3 separate regions of the Mus musculus genome follow, and regions 1 and 2 are each linked to region 3. Evidence: chromatin contacts called from public Hi-C data. All regions are on one chromosome and are shown on one strand. The core of a region is the stretch at or near the end of the contact, and the rest is flanking DNA. Distances in the headings are between cores, read along the strand shown.

Region 1 (3,144 bases), core at 99-2,598, 140 kb before region 3:
TCCCCAGGGAAGCTCTTGTAATGAGACCGAGAAGGTCATGTGAGGATAGAAGATGGTTGGAGGGATAAGCCTGCAAATATGACTACAAACAAAACAACCACAGAGATTACAGGCCAAGCAGCCGAAGCCAGGACAGAAGCCTGGGAGAGATGGGTCCTGATGGCCTCAGAAAGGCACAGCTCTGCGGTCACCTTGCTTCCTGACCCCTAAGTGCCTAGGATTAGAGGAGAAACTCACCATTTTTTCAGGCCAGCTACTTCCTGGTATTAGATTGTCCCAAAGCCCCAAGGGAACCTCTTTCTCCCTAGCCCTCTGTCATCTGGTTTCCTGCTCATACTCAGTCCTGCTGTCTCTCTGTTGGAATAAATCACCCAATATCAACAAATTATCTGTGTTACCTGTCTAGTGGTCTTGATACGGTTGGTTCATTTTCTCAGCAACTAAAAATGAACACACACACACCACAACACCACTACACACACACATACACAAAACTAGAGGACCCAGAAGCCGAAATTCATTCCCCTACCCCCACCCCACCCCACCCCACCCGGGTGAGCTAGGGGTTTCAAGTGGACTAGGATGCAGCCTCCTCCCATCATTTCTGATTGGTCAGGTTAGACAAAGAAAAGTGGGCAGATTGGCTCACAGCCACGGTCCTGGCAGGTCAGTTGGAAAGCCCTCAGGTGGCGAGATGGACATCTGCTAGGTCCTTGTCCCGGCTGAAGGCAAAGGGAAAGAGTCCCATCTTGTTTATTTATGCTGTCTCCCACCTCTGCGTCTGTCTGCCTGTCAGGGTGCTGACTGATGCTATACTCTCCATCAAATAGCACCTGCCTTCTTCTTACTGTCTTTGGATCAAGAGAGCTTCGGAGCAAAGCCCTGTCTGGCCTCCTAAGTTAGCGCCTCACGTCCACCCATGTCGGCAACACTGAAAGACTCATGCTGCACACTCTGCTACCCGTAGCTATATTGCTCATTCTCTCCTCACTTCTTGTCTGTCCTTCCTCTGCCCTTGCTATATTGCCAAACCAAAAAGTACAGTTCAGGAACAGAAAGATTGACTTAAGCTCACTGATGTAAGCTATCCTGGGACGTAGTAAACACTCAATTAATGTTGATTGAATGGATAAGTACGTAATCAAGATAATCTTTAAGATGTGATTGAGATGGATAAGGTCCTCCTCAGAGTTCTGTGTGTTATGGGACACTTATGTATTTATCTCACTCCTTCACCCGTGGCTGCTGCGCTGCTGCCCTCTGATTTATACCAACACAGATCTGGAGACGGCCCGCCCCTTCCTTTGTTCTTCCTCTAACAGCCACTCACTGATGCTGTAACATATTTTTCTGGAGCAGTGCAGAGGCTGCGTGCCACAGAAAGACAGAAGAGCCAAGAGTGGGTGGATGACAGACGCCCGTGGCTGGGCTGAAATTCTCTGGTCTCCACTCTCCTGGAATTTCTTCTGTGGACACCTATTTGCTGCAAGCTCTGCTCTCTTCTCTCCCTTCCTATTCCTTTTCCTCTTTTCCTGTCTCTGCTTCCCTCAGGCTGCGCATATTGCTCCTTGTGCCCGGCGCACAAGTTTATCATTCCCATCGTTAGCTCACTTTGTTCCATGCCTGCTTCCCAAACCCAGCCCAAACAGCCTGCAAATTAGCTTCCTACACAGTTTCGTCTCTTAGTATAACTCTGGTACCAGCTGGTAAAATTATTTATAATTTTATCACACTTCAGAGAATTATCTCCTTTAATTGCCACAATAACCAGCTAGTGGAATAAATTCCATTGTTGCCACCATCACGCGTAAGAAAAATGAAAGCGGCTGGATGCCGGAAGCAACCTTCCCAAGGACAGACACCAAGGGCAACATTAAAATTTGACAAAAACCCGAACCTGTAACACGGAAAAAAAAGTATGTTAAATACACATGTAAAATGTAATATGTTTGTAATACTTACATATTTTAATAAACTGCCAAAATTATACACAATGGGTCTCAAGATATAAGCGGTTTCTCTCAATTATTGCTATCTTTTTGTTCCTATAGACAACTAAGTAAGACTGTTGCAGATGTACAGCTCAGTTGTATTCTGATGTCAACACTAGGGGAGCTAGGTGGCCTTAAAGGATAGACTCTGGAATTAGGCATATTTGGGCTCCAATATACATCCAGATCTGGTCCAGCTTTAGCAGGTAGAGGTGGACAAGCCTTGTGTGATGGTTGGTGTGAGCTGTCAAATTGGCGGAACATGGGGTTGTGGAGGAGATGGGCCTCTAGCTATGCTTGTGGGAGACGTTCTCGATTACCTTAGTTGATGCAGGAAGAAGCATCATAATTGTGGGCAGGGCCTTCCCTTAAGCAGGGGACTCTACACTGTCTCCGATGGGGAGAGTGAGCTGAGCACACGTGTCCTCTCTGTTTCCAGGTTGTAAATGTGTGTGACCAGGTACTTCAGGCTCCTATGGCCTCAACTTCCTGTCCACGACCATCCGTGCCTGACCACAAGCCACAATAAGACTTTTGTCCCATAAGCTGCTTTTGCCATAATATTTTACAACAGCTCAAGACAAAAAAGACACTTCTTAACCCTAAGCCTTAGTTTATGCATCTGCAGAATGGGGAATTGCCGAGTGGATTAAATAACGAGGAATGTGCAAGGATTTGTGAAATATTCACTGATCGTTGAGAAGTGACACTCTGCATGTTACCTGGACAACACTAGTGAAAATCTCTGACATCAGTTCTAAGCATTTTCCTCAGTGTTGTGGACAACTTGGATTTTAGAGAATCAAAGGAAAATCAAATTTGGAAGTTTTTATTTTGTAGATTTGAGTAAAAGATTTAACTCTTGATGTTCTCCCAGAGGCATCAAGAGTTCCTCACATGAGTAGCAACGCTCCCGTGTTGCTTAGCAACAGCATCCCTTCCCATGGTCCTCAACCACAGGTGAGGCACTGTTGACAACACCTGGGAATTGAAGTCTTATTCTAGAGGGAGGATGGTTTCATATGTAGGGACTGAAGTCACCTGGATAAAGAATGAGCTATTGTGGCAGCATAAAATTTTCACAGGAAAATTCTTTTTTTTCTCCATTTTTTTAGGTATTTATTTCATTTACATTTCCAGTGCTATCCCAAAA
Region 2 (2,926 bases), core at 259-2,758, 160 kb before region 3:
TCTATTTTATATTCTGTTTTCATTATAATCACACCCGATGCTCCTTTTTAAAAAAAGACTTATTTGTTAATTTTATTTATATGAGTACACTATAGCTGTCTCAGACACATCAGAAAAGGGCATCAGATTCCATTACAGATGGTTGTGAGCCACCATGTGGTTGCTGGGAATTCAGGACCTCTGGAAGAGCAATCAGTGCTCTTAACTACTGACCCACCTCTCGGGCCCCAAACATGATACTCTTATTCAGGAAAGATAGAGGACTGGTTTTGTTGGTGTATCTTTAGGAGAGAAAAGAAAAATCAGTTTATCCCATGGGACCTCACACAAATGCTTTACCACTGAGCTATACATCCAGCCTTTAATTAATTATAAAGACTGTGTAATTAGTTTTCAATGACAATAAGGTTGGTTTATCTCAGAAGGAATTCATATGTCTGAGAGTGACGGGCATCCCTGCATGAAGAGATGGTGAGTAGCAACGAGGAGTAGAGAAGGTATATTAATTACTCTGTTGTTTCATGAAAGTTTCCAGAAAATTCGCCACTTAAGACATTCGTCTTTAGATGGTTTCTGAGGATCAAAGATGTGGGAGCAGCTTAGCAGAGTTGTTCCGGCTCAGGACTGCCTTTGAAATTGCAGTCAAGCTCTTGACTGGGCTCCTCAGCCATTTGAGGGTATTTAAGTTATAGATAGTGACTCCAGTCAGGCTAGATAGTCCTAAGGAAAGAATGACTGAGGCCACAGCAACTCACGCCTACTGTACAATGTTCCTCACACCCCCACTCCTCCCTTAGGAGGGAGGCTCATGTCAGGATATGAATACAGGAGCTAAGGATCCGCTGTGCTGTTTTAGAGCCAGCCGCCAGCTACACAACACCAGCAGATTCCAGAGTTCTACCTGAATCCTCACAGGAAGCGGTTTCTCGGTAGCAATCAGCAGATGTGAGAAACTTGATTTACCTTGCTTTTCAAGTCCAGTCAATGTGTCTTTACTAGAAACTGAACTGGGGGGCTGGGATGGCTGATAGTGACTGTCAACTTGACTGGACTAGACTTGCCTAGGAGAGCGCTTAGGCCATGTTAGTGAGCGAGTTTCTATATTCTGCTGACAGAGGTGGGAAAGACCCTAATTGCAGGAGGCACAATTTCTTGGGTTGGCATCCCGGATTGAAGGAGAAAGGGGAAAGCGAGTTGAGTAATAGAAATTCTTTCTGTTTCCTTCGGCCTCGTGCTTCTACTGCTCTGTCCTCTCTGCCCTAATGGACCACACTTGCAAACTACAACAACAACAACAGCAGCAACAACAAAGCAGAGAATTCCTTAATTCTGTCAGGTCCTTTGCCACAGCAATAAGAAAGGAAACACAGGCAGACGGCAGACATGCGAGCCTGTGAGGTAGGTTCCTAACTTTCATCCCTGTTAGCGCAAACGCCACTGTGTTAGGTCAACTCAGTTCCAAATGAAGCTTAGAGCAAATCCCGCATGAATTAGGGCATCAGGCTGGACTGCAAAGCTCCCTGGAGGAGCATGGGCTAAGTCATGGGCAAGTAGACGCAGCGATGATCTGAGGATGAGGGGCCACGGGAAAGAAGAGAACCCTGAGCGTGGCTGGGTAGGACAAGGAGCTGATTTAGAAGTGGGGTGTGTGGGAGGGGGTAGGGGAGACAGAGATGGGAGGTGCACGGGACTTAAGGGGGCTGGCTTCTATTCCAAGGGCAAAGCTCAAAGGGTTCCCTTCAATCAAGACTATGGACGGAGAGGAGTCAGAGCAAGTGCTTATGGCAGACAGACAATGCACATTGCGTCTGCAGCACCCCCCTCCACTCCTCGTCCCCCACAAATGACCAGGAGAAGTGAGTATCATGTTTTCGTTTTGTGAGTGTGCTTTAGACCTCAGGTGGTTTGCAGCCCAAGTTCACACATTTTCCACTGGCCACTCCAGCATCTGCCTTGTGACTCTTCGGCTTGCTCAGCTGGAAACTGTGAAAACCTTGCAGGACTCCCCGGTGACTCAGAGGGGAGGGGGGAAAGGACTCCGCGGAATCAGCTGGGCCACTTTGTGCAAACTTCCTCCTTTCTGTACACAATGCCACAAGGCAGACTTTGACCCTTGTAAAAGAACAGCAGGCCACACTCCCCACCCAGACCTGTCTAAAGACACACCCTGTGGAGACTAGACCCTGGTGTGCACTGTCTTGGAAATGCCTTGTAGAGGATGGGGGTGTGTGGGGCTCCCTTTACCCCCATTTCTAACAAAGCCAGCATTTGCTTTAACCTGCCTTTGGTGTGAAAGCAATTTCTCTTAGGGTGACAACAGAGGGAATCCACAGAAGAGATGACAGTCACGTTAACAAGAAGGTTCAAGGAGGGATCATGCTAACGTGTGCAAAGTGAAACTGGGGAGGCTTTTGCTATTTATGGAGTATAGTATGGAGGAGACTGGACAGCTGGGTCCGGATTCTGCCACACTGCTGGGGCGAGAAGTTGATTCAGACGCAAAGATTGGTAAATTGTCGCGCTTTCTTTGAGCTCATTGAGAAGCTGCGTCTGGAAATAGGAACCTCCCCCGACTCGCAACACCTCACCCTCATCATGTTTGTCTCAGATTGTCCTTCCAGGCCCCTTGTCTGGGGATGGAATGGCCTCCCAACTCTGTGACAAGAAGAAAAGAACAGCAAACCAGCACAACCGTAAAACCCGCTCTTGAGAGCAACCACCGGACTTTATCACGTATCACGTGATATGCAACTGTTTGCAGTGGGCAAGAGGTACCTCTGCCTCAGAGGCTCCGCCATAGACAGAAAGCTTGATCCGGAATGTCAGTTGATTGACCCAACCTTCCTGAGTGTGTTTCTGAGGATCTTCGTGGGCCCTCGGCCGATGATATTTGTCCTTTTACTTGGAAGCTTTGCTCAGGAGTTTG
Region 3 (3,220 bases), core at 153-2,652:
CTCATTTCCACCAGGGCTTGGGACTTGTCTCAGTGGGTGTGAGGATTGGAAACTATCCCCAGAGAAAGGAGAAAACATGTGAGCTGCAATATGGATTACAGTGCAGTAGAAAGTTCTGTAGGGTGCCATGAAAGAAGGCTGGAAGTAACTGAACAAGGTACTGACACACAGAATTGATTTTCAGAGTTGTGACAAGGTGCAGGGCAGGGGGCGGGGTGTGTGTGTGTGCAGTGCAGGGGGTAGCTAGGACAGTGCAGGGTGCCAAAGAGATACTCATAGTTTGTCCCTTCTTTGAGCATGTGTAATGTCACTGCTCTCCAGAATGTGGACTCTCTCCTTGTGATTCCACTAAGAATATTCCACGGCACTGCAATCACAAAGCTCCCAAGATCCACCTCTGCTTTGAATGCAAGCTCTGTAAAGGCTCTCTATCACTCACTGTGCACACGTTTGTGTGTGTCTGTGTGTGTGTATGTGCACGTGTGTGTGTGTATGTGCACGTGTGTGTGTGTATGTGCATGTGTGTGTATGTGTCTGTATGTGTATGTGTGTGTCTGTCTGTGTGTGTATGTGTGTATATATGAGTATGTGTGTGTATGTGTGTATGTATATGTGTGTGTATATATGTATGTGTGTATGTATGTATATGTCTGTGCATGTGTGTATGTGTATGTACATATATGTGTGTATATGTGTGTATTTGTGTGTATGTGTCTGTATCTGTGTGTGTATATGTGTATATGTGTGTGTATGTATGTGTGTGTGTATTACGTGTGTATGTGTATGCATGTATATGTGTGTATGTGTGTGTATATGCATGTATGCATATGTGTGTATATGTGTGTGTGTGTGCATGTGTGTGTATGTGTGTATATGTGTGTATGCCTATGTGTGTATGTGTGTGTATGTGTGTGTGTGTGTGTGTGTGTGTGTGTGTGTGTGCGCGCATGCATCGTGTCATCTTTCTCTGAGGATCTGATTTGATTCTCAGCTAGTACCTTTTCCACTGCACTGCTTCACAAAGCTCAGGGGCTCCAGTCTGCTATGTGTGCCCAGGCTCTGTAAAGGCAGGGAACATCTCTGAGACCTTTGCATTTCTGTGGTCTGTGCCCAGGCAGGGTTCCCTGCTTCTGATCCCCTGAAGACTGAAGGAAGAGCTACCTGGATCCTATCCCTGCTACTTTAACAAGCCTACTTGGCCACCAGAAGGGAGTGGACACATTGCATGCTATCACCATTTAATCTTAGCATGAAAATTCAATTACCTAGTCTCAAGATTCAATTTGGGAGGGGGACAAAACACCCCAAAGACACAAGGTGACCTGTCTGGGTGGTATGACCTAGCCCACAAGCCAGATAATGATGCCCTTCTGTCAGCTGGGCCCCAGGAGCTGCAGCCCGGAGGGAGAGGAGCCCAGCCCTGACAGATGGCAGCAGAGGCTGGGCTGATTATGAAGCTCATCCAGCCCGAGCCTTTATTTCATCCCCAGCACCAAGGTCCCTTCTGAACACAGGCTGTTTACTTAAAAGACACACACGCCTGCTTCTGTTCATCTGATTCACAGTATCAAAATGAACGTGGACAGCCGTCAGATGGTTTTTTCTCTTTTTCTACTAACGATTCAATTCTGCCTCTTGTTAAGGAAATTCATAATCCATTTTGCCCCATAATTATTTTGTGTAAGTGGGAAATCAAATCGGAAGTGGCGGGAGAGAGAGAATGCCAGGAAAAGAAATTCAAATCGGAGTGGCTTCTTGGCTAACGCTATTTCTCTGCGAGAGTAATTCAGACTTTTGTATAGACCCACTTGGAAAAAAAAAAAAAGAGGCAGCAACCAAATTGGGCAAGCGGGTGGTTTCCAGAAAAGAAAACAGATGCAACTCAGAAGCTTGGTTCTTGGTTTTGCTTTTCTGTGGGAGAAACCTCAGCTCCCCCTCTAGCAGAAATAAATAAGTGGCTTCAGGATTTGTCCCCAAAGTGAACTTCACACCCGTGCTATATGTAAACACTTCAGACCAGAGGGGGTGAATGCCCAGTGGCACGTGAACAAAGAAGTCCCCAGGAAGAAAAGCAACATCGGAAAATGATCCCAACCTCTGCCACTCAAAACACCAGGGAGGAAAAATGTCACCCCAGGCAGCAGCTGTGAATGACAGCATGCCCCAGATCTCACTCAGGGTCCCTTCTGGCCAGGTCTTATGCTGTTTGGAAAAGTGACAGGGGTTATATTTTTGTCACCCAGCTGTTGCTTTTTGTCTTAGTAGGCAAGAAGCTGTGATGGCTTCTTGGCGACCCAAGGTTGACTTATTTAGAACTGTGTGCAGTGGCTGATGGAGGAAGGGCTCCAAGCAGGTGCTCTCAGCAGACGCGCATTCTGGAAAAAGCAAGGGCGTGGGCCAAGGTACCAAGTGAAATGCCATCTCATTAGTCAAGGCAAGGCCCTGCCTGCTGGCTGCCTGTCTTGAGAGACTTGTATGGTGGCTTCCCCCACCCCTTTTTTGGCATAGCCTAGGATAACAGCTTTCCCACATTTGAAGGTTGCAGAGGGGGAGGGGAGGGTGACTAGAAGGAAAGCAATTTTTTTCTTTGTTATTCTCCAGTTGGTGGATTATACCTGGCCATAAAAGCAACGTGGTTTAGAGTAGAGGGTCCTGTTATGTCTGTAATCCTAGCACTCAAAAGGCTGAGGCAGGAGGATCCCTGGGAGTTTGAAATCAGCGTGAGCTACATAGTAAGTTGCAGGCCATACTGGGCTATCACTCAAAAGCAAACACACACACACACACACACACACACACACACACACACACGCACGAAGAGGGAAACAGAGGTGGAGATAAAGATGAAGGTGAAGCCGGAGGGGGAAGAAAGGGGGAAGGGGAGAGGGAAAGAAGAGGAGGAAGAAAAGGGGGAAAGGGAGAAAGGGAGAAACTAAGAAGGGAGAGAAAGGGGAGGGGGGAAAAGGAGAGGGACAGGGATCGGGACAGGGAGAAAGAGAGAGATCTAGAGCCCAGGACAGGGAACCCAGAAACTCAATTTTAGCCTTAACTTTGTCACTAATGAAATTACTTTAGATAGGTTACGTATTTATGCCTTTGAATGCCCATTTCTGACAGCATAAAGCAAGATAGTTGTAATAGAGAATACCTACTATGTTCATGTGTTCTGAGATGAAGAAACCTTTTCTAATTCCAGGCCTATTCATGTGGACCCTCGTGT

The links. A called contact is a pair of places that touch in the nucleus more often than the background predicts.
Region 1: a Hi-C map of cerebral cortex shows a contact between it and region 3, with 2.3 times the contacts expected there. The contact joins two enhancer-like sites. A contact is called at or near these places in 1 of 484 Hi-C or Micro-C datasets (cerebral cortex), 1 of 115 datasets of contacts at active chromatin or transcription factors (memory CD8 T cells) and 1 of 9 other capture datasets (embryonic stem cells).
Region 2: a Hi-C map of rod photoreceptor shows a contact between it and region 3, with 2.4 times the contacts expected there. The contact joins two enhancer-like sites. A contact is called at or near these places in 2 of 484 Hi-C or Micro-C datasets (embryonic fibroblasts and rod photoreceptor), 2 of 115 datasets of contacts at active chromatin or transcription factors (bone marrow-derived macrophages and memory CD8 T cells) and 1 of 9 other capture datasets (embryonic stem cells).

Annotation. Positions count from the first base shown.
Region 1 is chr10:118,780,330-118,783,473 of GRCm38.p6, reverse strand. The region is part of intron 1 of Gm33439 (a long non-coding RNA gene); the gene reads right to left. Among named protein-coding and RNA genes, the nearest start is that of Gm33481, 10 kb to the left of the region's middle. Within about 2 kb of position 1,348, at least 36 of the 459 cell types and tissues checked have an H3K27ac peak or open chromatin away from gene starts, as enhancers often do. A contact at or near this core is called in cerebral cortex, where this site is marked.
Region 2 is chr10:118,803,898-118,806,823 of GRCm38.p6, reverse strand. No RefSeq gene overlaps it. Among named protein-coding and RNA genes, the nearest start is that of Gm33481, 13 kb to the right of the region's middle. Within about 2 kb of position 1,508, at least 94 of the 459 cell types and tissues checked have an H3K27ac peak or open chromatin away from gene starts, as enhancers often do. A contact at or near this core is called in rod photoreceptor, where this site is marked.
Region 3 is chr10:118,639,448-118,642,667 of GRCm38.p6, reverse strand. No RefSeq gene overlaps it. Among named protein-coding and RNA genes, the nearest start is that of Gm33337, 75 kb to the left of the region's middle. Within about 2 kb of position 1,402, at least 42 of the 459 cell types and tissues checked have an H3K27ac peak or open chromatin away from gene starts, as enhancers often do. A contact at or near this core is called in cerebral cortex and rod photoreceptor, where this site is marked.